Regions from separate parts of the Gossypium arboreum genome. Here all the other regions are linked to region 1. Evidence: chromatin contacts called from public Hi-C data. All regions are on one chromosome and are shown on one strand. The core of a region is the stretch at or near the end of the contact, and the rest is flanking DNA. Distances in the headings are between cores, read along the strand shown. Region 1 holds the start of LOC108474052. Region 2 holds the start of LOC108473377 (thioredoxin H-type). Region 3 has its middle 33 kb from the start of LOC108470425.

Evidence for each region. A called contact is a pair of places that touch in the nucleus more often than the background predicts.
Region 2: a Hi-C map of leaf shows a contact between it and region 1, with 4 times the contacts expected there. The contact joins the promoter of LOC108473377 here to the promoter of LOC108474052 in region 1. A contact is called at or near these places in 2 of 5 Hi-C or Micro-C datasets (both in leaf).
Region 3: a contact with region 1 is called in a Hi-C map of leaf, with 2.5 times the contacts expected there. The contact joins the enhancer-like site here to the promoter of LOC108474052 in region 1. A contact is called at or near these places in 2 of 5 Hi-C or Micro-C datasets (both in leaf).

What each region holds. Positions count from the first base shown.
Region 1 is chr11:26,258,446-26,262,598 of ASM2569848v2, forward strand. LOC108474052 reads right to left here and starts at 2,041. Exons shown (of 8, transcript XM_017775938.2): 1 at 1,622-2,041; 2 at 703-1,450; 3 at 1-609. The coding sequence starts at 1,702.
Region 2 is chr11:26,483,307-26,487,459 of ASM2569848v2, forward strand. It overlaps LOC108473377 (thioredoxin H-type), which reads left to right and starts at 2,031. Exons shown (of 3, transcript XM_053021155.1): 1 at 2,031-2,220; 2 at 2,835-2,957; 3 at 3,046-3,384. The coding sequence starts at 2,131. The coding sequence ends at 3,195. It overlaps LOC108473376 (protein RTE1-HOMOLOG), which reads left to right. Exons shown (of 4, transcript XM_053021154.1): 2 at 1-126; 3 at 648-793; 4 at 795-1,297. The coding sequence ends at 1,068. LOC108473375 (beta-galactosidase 3-like) reads right to left here. Exons shown (of 19, transcript XM_017774895.2): 19 at 3,834-4,153.
Region 3 is chr11:26,101,932-26,106,084 of ASM2569848v2, forward strand. No RefSeq gene overlaps it. Among protein-coding and RNA genes, the nearest start is that of LOC108470425, 33 kb to the right of the region's middle. Within about 2 kb of position 1,945, at least 2 of the 2 cell types and tissues checked have an H3K27ac peak or open chromatin away from gene starts, as enhancers often do. A contact at or near this core is called in leaf, where this site is marked.

The DNA.
Region 1 (4,153 bases), core at 791-3,290:
TCACATGACATTGACCATCATGGAACTCAGATTTGGCAGCTTGACTAGATTCCGACAAAACAACCAGTCCTACCATCTTGGGAGCAGTAAAACATTGAGCAAGATTATCTTCTGTCTGCATCAAGCTCAGTTCTTCTTTACTATCATTTTGATTTGCAAAGGATGAGGCCTGGTCACTGCCCACTTTATGACACTCTTGTGGAGCAAAAGCTTTAGCTAAGAGAACATCATCGTTGCATGGGATTTCAGGATCCTCACTGTTCAACATGCAGCAACCTTCATCATTAAGTTCGGGAGAATGAGGATTTGACACCGATGCAGATGAAGGCACATTGATTTCCGGATGCCCAGAATATAACTGTTCAGTGTGCCCAGAATGTGACTGTTGGTCTGGAACTTCATCCAACTTTGAAGAATAAGTTGCAGCTTCCAAAGTACCAGGACACACATCTGAAACTAATGTCTCATGTTCTTTAGTCTTTGATGTATCATCTTCATGAACATCATTAGGAGAATTTAGCAAAAGTGAATTCACACTCTCATAGCAAGATTTATCAATAGCATCACCATCAAAGTTTAATAAAGCATCTGTTTCAGCTAAATCACCACCTGAGATAACAACTGAATTATTAATTTCATAGCCATCTTTTAACATCATATCTGAAGGAACAATAGCATATTCAGATGCACACATTTTCTTACCATCCACATCTTCAGGATGCACAATTTCACCTTCTACGTCCTGGCCTTTATCTAGAGGGCCATCATTTACTGGCATTACAGCTGCTGGAACATCTTCCATTGTTTTCCACAGCGGCATATCTGGTTGTGGCGATGAACATCCCACTGAGAAAGGCTTGATTTCCTCAACACCAGATGGATGCCCAAATTTAACTGAAGCCTCAAAAATGACATGAGGAGACCCGCTAGACACATTATTCTGTTCAAGGTTCTCAACTTTTTCACTAAAGCAATCCTCCTTCAAAGTTACTTTCAGGTCATTGTCTTGTGATCGTTTATCTACACAACCTATCCCTAAATCACAGAATCCAAATTGGTTTTGAACACAATCTTCTCGAGGTTCTACGAGCTCATCATAGCCACCTCTATTTTGCATGCAATCATTCCCATTTGGTGATCCAAGAAAACTAACACCACTCGAGTTCGTCACATGGTAATTACAGGCCCTCTTCCTCATAGCATAATACGATCTTCTAACGCTTTCGAATTTTCTTTTAGCACCTCCAATTTCAACAGAGTTATCACATTTACTTGATTTAGAAGATAAATTAGAAGCAGATAATTCAACCTCAATCATACGAGCCGCCGCTTGATCGGAAATAACAGGATCATAAAGCAAAGCACGCCATCGATCTTGTAATTCTTTAACAGTAAACTTCCGTGAAAATCGAACCGCACCTTTTGCTAGTGCTTCCAATGAAGCACCGGACTGTAATTACCAAAATTTAAATTAATCATCAATTTCCACTAACCTCAGGGGTTTTATCTTTTCTCGTTTTAGACTTTTAGGTCAAGAAATGCAAAAGATTCGTTTAGAGAGTGTAAAATAGGAAATTACATTATGAGGAAAATTAGTAAAAGGAAGAAGAAAAGAGGTTACCTCAATGGCGTTCTTTAATAAGAGATCGTCTTCAGGGATCCAAGAGGAAGAAGAAGAAACTGAAGCAGGCAGAGCTGACATGGAATTTGAATATATATATATATATATAACGAAATGCAGTGGTTGGATTTACAAAAATGAAAAATGAAAATAGAAATTTTCAAAAAAAAAGGAAAATAATAAAGATTTAACGGTTAACGGTTCATTTTTTTTGTTTGGATTGTTGAATTTAGGGATCCGCCATGGAAATGAGGTTTGATTTTTTGTGCGTGTTTGGAGAGGGAGGTCTCTAAAGCTCCTTTCAGTAGTCTTTCGTCAGTCTGAGAAACGGACGGATCAGAAACGAAAGCTTTCGCAAACGCGACGTCCCTGGGGGAAGGGTCTCACGCGCTTGTGAAATTACTATCATACCAATCTTGCTTTTAAGCCCATCTAACCTTTCATTTGGATCCAGATTTTAAAACCCAATCTGGATCTTGAACAAAAAAGGTTTCAAGTCCAGGCCCGGCCTGGTTTAAAACATTAAACGATGTCACCTCTAGCTTCTCTTCATTTTATTAAAATACTTTTAAATATAATAATTCAATTTAAACCCCTAAACCCTAAAATTAATAATTTAGTGTAACATCATAACACACCAAAATAATAACTAACTTTAGGCTTTCAAAATCTTGACTACTCAACACAAATTTTTTTTTTGATTTCATCCCTAAATACCTGTTAGAAAATAATTGTGTTCCTTCTGAAAGAATTTGTAAATAAGATGTTACTATATAAATCATGGTGGATGTATATAGTCCTTAAATCCAGAACTATCAACAAAAGATTTGCATTTACTGCACTCCAGAACAATAAACCACATTAAAACCTTTGAAAATATAATTAGTTATACTTGAAACAAATTGCATTCTGTTCCCAGGTTTCTAGTGCGACGCAGGTGTGCATTTACTGCAAGATTTGTTTAGTTTTAAAACAGCATTTCCAAGCATTAACCTTTTAAAAAATATATAAATTGGCTAGCATTGGCCCTCTTTATCTGATTTCTTGGTGAATGACTTGGATGTGACATGGTATGAACATTGGATCTTTTGCTTTATGATTGAATCATTATATTATATTAATGAATATTTTCTTTTTGATCAGAGGGGTTTTAAGATGGAGGCATATATCCAATAAGCTTAGTTGTAGATGGACCCGAAGAAATTTTGGACCCATTTTTTTGAGTTTAGATATGTTGGAAGATGAAGGAGCAAAGACAGAAGCATGGGGTGGAGATAAAAGGTGTTTAGACTTTTGGTCCAGAGAAGAAGCAACATAATGCTATTTAAAATGTCTGTCGTTTCAAAGACCCGGATGCAGATTTAGGTGGCACTCTTTTTTAAGCTTTAAAGTTGTCTTAAGAGACAAAATAAATAAATATAAATTGGGGACCCTAAACCACAAATGTTCCTATAAATCCACTTTGTTGCAGTAATTAAGTTTCAGAAAGGTCCTAAAAGACCTGAAACTTAACCCTTTCATTGCAGACATAAGATCCACCATGAATTCTTTCACAGGCTCAACAGCGTTTAGCTGAGATACTAACAGAAATTCAGCAAAAGCCTGTTTTGGGACCACATTAATTTATGCCCACAACTCGAAATTAAACTTAATATTATTGCTGCAGATGCCCACTGGTCAGTGGCCACAACGTACGCAGCAGATATCGACATATCCACCCCCCCCCCACGCACCCTCACCATCTCTTAATGCCAGAATAGAATCCCAGTAGCCTTAAATGAGTTTTTTGGCCATTCTCTGGGTTTTGCATTTCAACCAAAAATCCTTTTTATTTGCGTAATCTTTGATTTCTTTTTCTTTCAGATAACTCCAAACTGCAAACTGCCAAAGCTTTTTCACTTATCTTTACTTCTTTTGCTTTATTATTTTATCCATACCAGGAGATTGGCGTAGGATAATAATTAAGATTTATAATAGAAAATGAAAGTGGGGGATCCTGGTGGCAATTGCAGTACATAGTCCGATGGATAAAATATGAGCATAAATAAATAAAACTGGGGAGAATTTAGTGATTCCCCCTTCCCATTTTAAGTGATAGTTATAAATTCCGGGGAACAAAATGAAAGTTGATGGAGAATCCACCTGAGTTTCATGCAAAAGTGGCAGTCATCACATGACAAATCCGACAAAAAGTGAAGGTTTTTAGGAGCATTGAGTAATGGGGAAACAGTCTCAAATGCTCGACAACTCAACAGCTAAAATAACATTATAATTTTACATCCCATCACCCAAACTGCCATCCGTGTTAAAAAGAATAAAAACATACCTCAGTCAGGCAATGGGAAAAAGAGAGGATTTTCAGTAACTAAATTTTGTTTAAGGCTTCAATTCTTTTAAATGTCTTTTCTGGGGGGGAAAAAATAGATGTGATGGAACACTGTGTTTGCTTACAGTGGACGCTTGGGGGAAAAAAATACCCCTTCGAATTAACACACAAAGATGAGATCAGAGGATGATATAACCATTATTGAA
Region 2 (4,153 bases), core at 781-3,280, 220 kb after region 1:
ATTGGCCACATTGGCATTTGCAGAGAAGATGGAGTTATTCTAGACTTTGCAGGTCCGAGTTGTGTCTCTATTGACGATTTCGCTTTCGGGGCAGTAGCTCGCTATATCCAAATTAACAAAGATAAGGTATTTATATACGTTCATCTTCCACCTTCTCTTTTTTTTTGGCTCCATCAATTTCCGCTTGTTCTCAAATTTCACTTCCAAGTAAGTTGTAACTGGGGAAAGGATGAGATGACATTTTTCAACTTGATTAAGAATTCAAAGGGAGGATTTATTAGTCCAATTGTTGCTAATTTGGATTTGATTGGGTTATTGTGCTTTACTTTTCACGGGTCTTTTATAGGGAAGAACTGTAAAGCCTGCAAAATGCAATATCCTGTGCTTTTTAGTAATTTGTGAATGCACTTGGTAGATATTTTGGCAAAACATTTTTGAGTATTGGTAGCTAAGCCTTGTGTAAATGACGGGAAATAGTTTGTGTCACCGAATCTAATTCATGGATGCACATTGGTTTGGTAGATTTTAGAGTACAAATTTTGAGTATTGATAAGAAAGAATAGCGCCCACGACGGGAATTAGTGCATATCTACTAAAGAAAAATAATTCTTCCTCATTTATGTGTAAACTTTGGAGCTTTTTGCTAGGAATGCAGCATTTCATATCATTCATCAGCACTGAAAGGAGATCAAGAATACCAACATGACGATCTGAGAGAGGCATTAACATGGGATGATGCACTAGAAAAGGGCATTCAAGAGTTCCAACATCGGCCATACAACCTTTTCACTTGCATGCCATTCATTTGTAGTAAACAACCTGAACAGGTTAGGCTTTCATTCGGGTGGGTGGAATGTAGTTAACCTTGCTGTTCTCATCTTCATCAATGGTCGGTGGGTGAACAAAACAGCAGTTTTGCGATCTTACTTGCCATTTGTTGTCGTATCCAGTATTGGACTAGTGTTTGGTGGCACAACATACCTGTCTCTGTTGGCCCTCCTTGTATTCCTTCTTGTTGGTTGGTTCCTTCTCGGTACTTACTGTTTCAAGAACTTGATCTATTTGTAGCTTTTACCAGAAACCAATGCAAAGAATGAAGGGATATGTCAATTTTTGTATGTGACATTGATGGAGTCGATAAAGATGGAATATTTCATTTACAAAGTATAGTTTTAATTTTCAATACTGACAATCTCTTTTAGCGGACCATTTGCAAATCCTAAGACAAATTGGCTTGTAACATTGATATATTGTTGTAATATTTTTATGTATTCAAAATATCTTAAAATTTCTAAAATTTAAGATTTTGATCCATTTATATATGGATTTAATATTATTTGTGATGATGTTTTTTTGTTTTAATTAGTATCAAACATTTACCTCATCTTATGTTCATGCTTCTTTTCCATATATTTTAGTGTCATGGATTCATGTTATTTCTCGTGTTATGTTCATGTTTGTGTTATTTTCGTGCTTTAAGGGTATTGCAAACTTGTATATAATTTTTCACACCTTAAAAATTCGTTTTGTGTATATTTTAATAACGGGGCTGTGTTTATGTTACTCTTTGTGTTGTATTATATTTTTATGTAGTTTTTCATAGTGATTTAATCTAGAAATTCTATCGTAGGCAATTAGGCATATACGTATGTATCTAAAAATTATATATTTAAAACATAAGTAAGCATTTGAAAATAATATACAATAAATAGAAAATGCATTGTGCTGAAGTTAGAAGTTTTATACATATTGATCTCATCATTTAAATTTTAAATAATAATATAAATATAGATTTTTAATGGGCTTGCAAACTTTATATCAATATTATTGACTAGCTCAACAATTCTGTCTAATCTAATGGTTGAACTTGAAACACTAAAGCGTATAAAGACGTAACCGTAAAAATCTCGAAGATAAAACCAAACGTGTTGAACGGGAATATATATCCGTATGGGTACAACCCTCCTCGTACAATAATGGCAAGATCGTAATTAGAACCAAATCTAGGTCTATTGCCCATTGCCAAAATCAAAACCTCAGTTTGCTTATTTATTTGTAAATAGAGCCGCAGAGAATACATTTTTTTTTTAAGCAAAAAGAAAAAGCAGAGCTTTGAATATCTAACCAAAAATGGCAGCAGAGGAAGGTCAAGTAATCAGTTGCCACACCCTTGATTCATGGAAGGAGCAACTTCAAAAGGGAGGCCAATCCAAAAAGCTGGTAATTTTATTTTAATGAATCCTTCCCCCAATATATTTAGTGTTAGATTTATGATTATTTTTAATGTTTCAGATAATGTGTCAGATCTGTTGTCGTTTGCTTCATATAATATTATATTTATGATTTGGTTGTTTTATATGTATAAATCTAGATTTTTCTATTCAAAAAATTCCACGATCCGTAAAGTTGAAGCCTCTTAAACACTAAAGCCATTTTCTGTTGATGCTGAAGCTTCTTCTTCTATTTTTATTTTATTTTAAAAATTCTCGGTTAATACAATATTAGTTAGTCAATTTCACATGTTAAAACTAGGAAATTTTGATGTGTTTGTTTCTAGGGAAATTTTGTTATAGATTTTGTAACACTTTTCCAATTAAAAGTTCTGAAGGACAGTATGCTGTAGTAACAGAGCAATATGATACATGTGAGTGACATTAATGAAATTTAAGGTTAGTAGCTGGTGATGGTGATGACAAATCAATGTCGTATTTTAATGGTGACGTTGATGTTTGTTCTTTGTTTTTTACTCTTCTCCATTAACTTTTTCATCTTTTTTTATAACTTTAGCTTCTTCACAAACGTTATGTGAATTTGTACTTACATGGTAAATGCAGGTGGTGGTTGATTTCACTGCTTCATGGTGTGGACCCTGCCGTTTTATTTCACCCTTTCTGGCTGAACTGGCCAAGAAGTTTCCTAATGTTATGTTTCTTAAGGTGGATGTGGATGAACTGAAGGTAATGCAGATGCAGAGTTAGAATCCGCAACTAAGAAGCGAAAATGTCTGTCGAATTGATTGTTTTTTTTTTTTCATTTTGTTTTCAGGAGGTTGCTGCTGAATGGGATGTGGATGCTATGCCAACTTTCTTGTTCCTGAAGGAAGGAAAGGCTGTTGAAAAAGTGGTTGGTGCAAAGAAAGAGGAGCTTCAGCAGGCTGTGACAAAACATATGGCTACTAGTAGTACTTCTGCTTGATGGTGATAATTATTAGTGCTACCTTATCATGTTTTTGAGGAACTTTTTATCATGTACCTCGTATTTGATTTGCTGGTACCTAGCTAAACATCTCTATGTTAAACCCTAAGTTTATTCCTTTATATTGAGGTACTTTTATTTCCTCAACTACTATATGATACATAATCATATAAAGCTTGCTTGTTTTCATGGTTGATGTGATTTTGAGCATTTTCATTGCCCTTGAATTGTATGTTACTTCAAGGGTACCTATTCAGAAACTCATTTGATCTGTTTTTGTTGCTGATAACTATTTTCAATCTTCATGGGGCTGACCATGGTTTATTTGATACTTGGGGGGATTTATCAGTAGATAATTTGTCTATATGTTGTCAATCTCCTCAAGCCATCTGATAAAAAAGTAAATGATCACACAGTTAGCTTTGATTAATTAGAAGCTTAGGTTTAGATGAAAGTTTGATCATATGTGAAACTTCATTTGGACTTTATTGGGTTGTACAGCTTTGCCAATTTATTTACCTCCTTGGCGACAAGAAGATTGAGATCGGGATACTGGGTTCTACAGCGGTCAAATGTCACCATTGCTGCCTGTTTGGTGGTGTGGGAACTGGGAAACATGGTTTAAGGATAACATTAAATTACAACTGAAAAAGAAGACTTTTGGATTCAGGAACTGCACATAAAACAATGGCCATACTAGGAACCGCTCCCAACATGAACCTGATAGGGGTTCGATTTCCCCCCACTGATACAAACTGAAATCACACCAAATACAAATCTCTGTTTCTCTAGTGCCCGTATATCCGGTTAAAAGTCCGGGGACACATGGAAGACATTTCACCCTTAGGGCCTAAATTGAAGGACCCTAAGAATTTAGAAACTCACTTATCTTTCGATCACTAATTTACAGTAGTCTATTAACCTCACTTAACCTTTTTTCTTTTTTATAAAATTAAAA
Region 3 (4,153 bases), core at 695-3,194, 160 kb before region 1:
CTGTTCACGATACATGAAAGTATACAAATCCATGCGAGTAAGACCCATGACAATATATGATTGTATGAATGTTCATGGTGTAACCTTCAATAATGTGTAGATTGGAGGGGCATATCACAATACATGAACTTATGTGTAAGTTCATAAGGGAGAAACCCATAGCACCTTCTGTGAAAGTCTATTGGGACAATAAACACATGATTTTGTATGATGCCCTAGTGTGGCTTATTATGTTTAGTCCTTGTGGCGTACTTTGTTAAGTTTGTCTAGTAGAATATGATTATCTACTCTTAGGGTAAGTTCTGGATAAATTCTTATTGCTCTAAACTGCTTTGATAAGGGTTATGATACATCTGGAATTAAGATAGTTGAATAAGATCTGTGATGTAATTGAATAATTCGTAAAGGAATTTCTTGAAAAAAAAAGAATGTATTTGTATGTTCATAAAGGGTATCCGCCATGATAATTTATTAGTTTAAAATTTGGGCGTGTTTGTAGTTATGAATGAGATAAGTATCCATTAGTCTAAATTTGTCTATACCCTGTAGGGTCAAATCTAGGCTATTTGGTATCCACTATATTTGAACAATATAATGTATTCTTTTAAAATCTTGTGAAATCTGAGTTATCGTATCTTTGAGTATTTGGGGTTCTAAAATAAAATTGTGTAGAATTTATTTGGATTATCTACATAATTCATTATCGGTTGATCTTGTAGGGTATCAAACGAGAATAAGATTTGACTAGCAAACTGATAGTATTTAAATCTGCGTGAGTATCCACCAAATGTGTATGTATCAACAAGTGAACAATATCTGTGATCAACAAATTTTGAAATCAGTATATGTATGAAGAGATGGTATGTCTGTATTGGGCTTTGAAGAGTTATTATTTAAAAAGACCCCTTGGGGTTCTAAGAAAAAAAAGAGATTAGTGTAATATCTGTATCTGGAAGGATCTTAAGTTAGTTTGATACTTCAGAGAGAAATAGTACGATTAAGAGTATAGTAGTTGGCATTTAAGTGTCAGCCTGAAACTGCGATAGCATCTGCCCAAACAAAAGTAAGTGGTAAAAAAGGTATTTGGCGTACAGAAGTTTCTCAAATATGATTAAAGAATTCACCAAGGTATTTTGTATTAACTCTCATTAAGTTCTCTTGAGCTTATAATGCTTGTTATTGTTTCAGGTGATGTGGTAAGAGAATGTGCCATGAGAGACTATGCTAGGAGTATGCCAAGATGGGTTATTATTCATATAGTGGAAAAGTGGTGTATTGTAAGGTTACCCCCTAAGAGTATTTTTAGTAAATTTATGTGTTGCAATGTAGTAAAGTGTTGTACCAAGTGTGATGCAATAATTTAATTTTTAAATACTTTCTTTTTCTTCTTTGAAATTAAATCTTTAAAAGAAATGATAAGAAAAATGTTTTAAGTAAAGAGTGTTTGTCTACTATTTCGAATTTCGTTAAGCATTATGTGTAGTAACACCCAAGATCCGAACCCGGTAAATTAGGTCGGGTTGAGGGTGCTACATTAGGTGTCAAATTAAGAAAAAAAATGTAAAATTCAAATATCAAATTAGATGAAAAAACTTAAATACCAAATTAAATTAATAGGGTGGAACTTAACTCTGAATCACAAAATTTAAAATACAGATAATAATTTTAGTACTAGTGTGCAAGGATTAAAAAGAGAGTTGACTAATTATTCAAATCTAAATATAATTATTCAAACAATAAATTTAAAATAATTTATCACTCAAATAAAATTTTAAATCCAAGAATTTAAATATATTTAATTTTAAAATTCATATTGAAATTTAAGTTTACTTAAAATATTCAAACTTCAGACTCTTTCTCATTCAAATAAAGATATACATGTTTGTAGTAATGTGAACAGAAATGAAATACATGTTGAAGAATGAAGGGGCCCATTAATGCATGAAAAAGACATCAGGATGGGATATTTCAAAATTTCAGCTCTCATGTCATTTCTCTCATCTGAATGCTACCAATTTCTTTTATCCACCAAATCTTTGTTTGAATCCTGTGATTTCAATTGATGATAAAAGCCCATGCTTTTCATCTGTGGGCCGAAGCAACACTAACTAAAATTTTCACCAGGCTTATGCCAAATATGAAAAAAGGTTTTGCCCCTCACACATGAAGGCCATGAAGCAACTGGGAAAGACAGAGCTTGAAGAAATGGGATTTGAGTCACATCACATGGAGAAATGATGAGATTATCTGGATTGCACTTGAGGGATTTTGAGTTGAAACAGGGAATGGGCTGTCCAAGCTCCATCATATTTCAACCACTACGAATTTCAATCGTCAAGCAAAAGGCATATTATCTCACCTCACATGCTATGTTTTGGAGAATTTATTACCATTTCATATCAAAATGAGTCATTCTCCTATAATACATTTTTCATCGCCTTTGTCCTCTTCATGCGGGTGCCATTACTTTTCCTCTAAAAGTTTCAGTATAAATAAATGGCATAATAATTTATTTTTCCTCTAACTTTATAAAAAAATCACTTTAACTTTGTATTTAATTTTTTTATCTTTTCAGTCTTTCAATTTATATTATTTGTCAAATTACTCTAAAATAAATAAAAAATTAATATTTGTTAATTTTGCTGACATGGAATACACAATTAATTATTTTAAAAATTTTAAAAACTTTGTTTATAATTTTTATACTTTTAAATAATTTTAACTTTTAAAAGAAATATATTTTTAATTTTTAAAAATTAATTAATTATAGACGTGGCATCCACATAATAATTCACGTGTATGACATGTCAAGAAAGTTAACAAACGTTAATTTTCCATCCATTTTGGGGATGATTTATCAAACAATGCAAATTTAAGAACTGAAAAGATTTAAAATTAAATTAAGAGCTAAAATAACTTTTGTATAAATAAAATGGAAAGGACAAATAAATGATTAATTTAGTAAATTTAATTAAAATATAGTGCTAGTTTTCATTGGTATTTGAAAAGGGTGAGATATATGATAATTTTTATTTAAATTAACATAAGATGGTTGATAGTTTAGTATGGTTATATATAAAAGTATTTATTTAAAAAGTAAATAGTTATATTATTTCTTTTAAAAGGATAAAATATATTTTAGAATGTAACAAACCAATGCATTTGTTTTGGTATTTATTAATATATTAGTAAATATGAATGTCTTATAATATGATATAATATTTTGAGTGTGTCAATTTAGCAAAGAGTTTTTTTTTTTTGTTTTATCGTCTAAACTTTATACCTTTAGCATACATCAAAATGAAATGTAACATACAAAATTAAATTAAATTTTTTTCTTATTTCATGTACTTACCAAAGAATTTGCATTTGTGATTTGTTTATGGATGGTTTTGTTTTGCTACTGAATTGTCTGTCCTAAAAGTTCATGTGATCATTCGGCCTCCCGATTTAAATTGCTTTTACTACCATGCTCCTTAGTTTTTCTATTTCATTTTAATACTTATTATTCTTTTGTTATATATAAATTTTAGTAAAAAAATTAACAGTATTAAAGAAAATAAGTAGCACACTCAATCAATGAAATCGTGTTAGGTGACATTTCTTTATTCGTGATAATTAATGAAATGATATGTTATAAATTTATTAAGTATTAAATATTCAAATTTAAATTTAAAATATGTATAATTTTATGTTACAAAAGAAATATTAAATTTAAAAATCAACCTTTAAGATATATCAATTATATAAAATAAAAAATTATAAAATATAAATAATTCAAAAATAAAATAGGAAAGGTTTTCTAAAATTTTAAAATTATATATTAAAAATTAGTTAAACTTTTAAAATTTTAAAAATGTCAACTCAAAAATATAACTTTCGGTAACTAAAATATATAAAATTAATAAATATATTTTTCAAATAAACTTAAAAAAACAAAAACTATATATTTAATTTCTAAAAAACTTAAAGCTACAAAAATTAGAAAATCAAGTTAAAATTTGACCAATCAACATAGTCAATTTTGATATATGCGATCTAATTAATGGTCAATGGCCACATCATCACTAACATGGAAGAAAGATGTATGGTGCGTTCTCATTAGTTGGTGTGTCACTTTTTTTTAACAACATTAATTTTCTAGACAAAAATC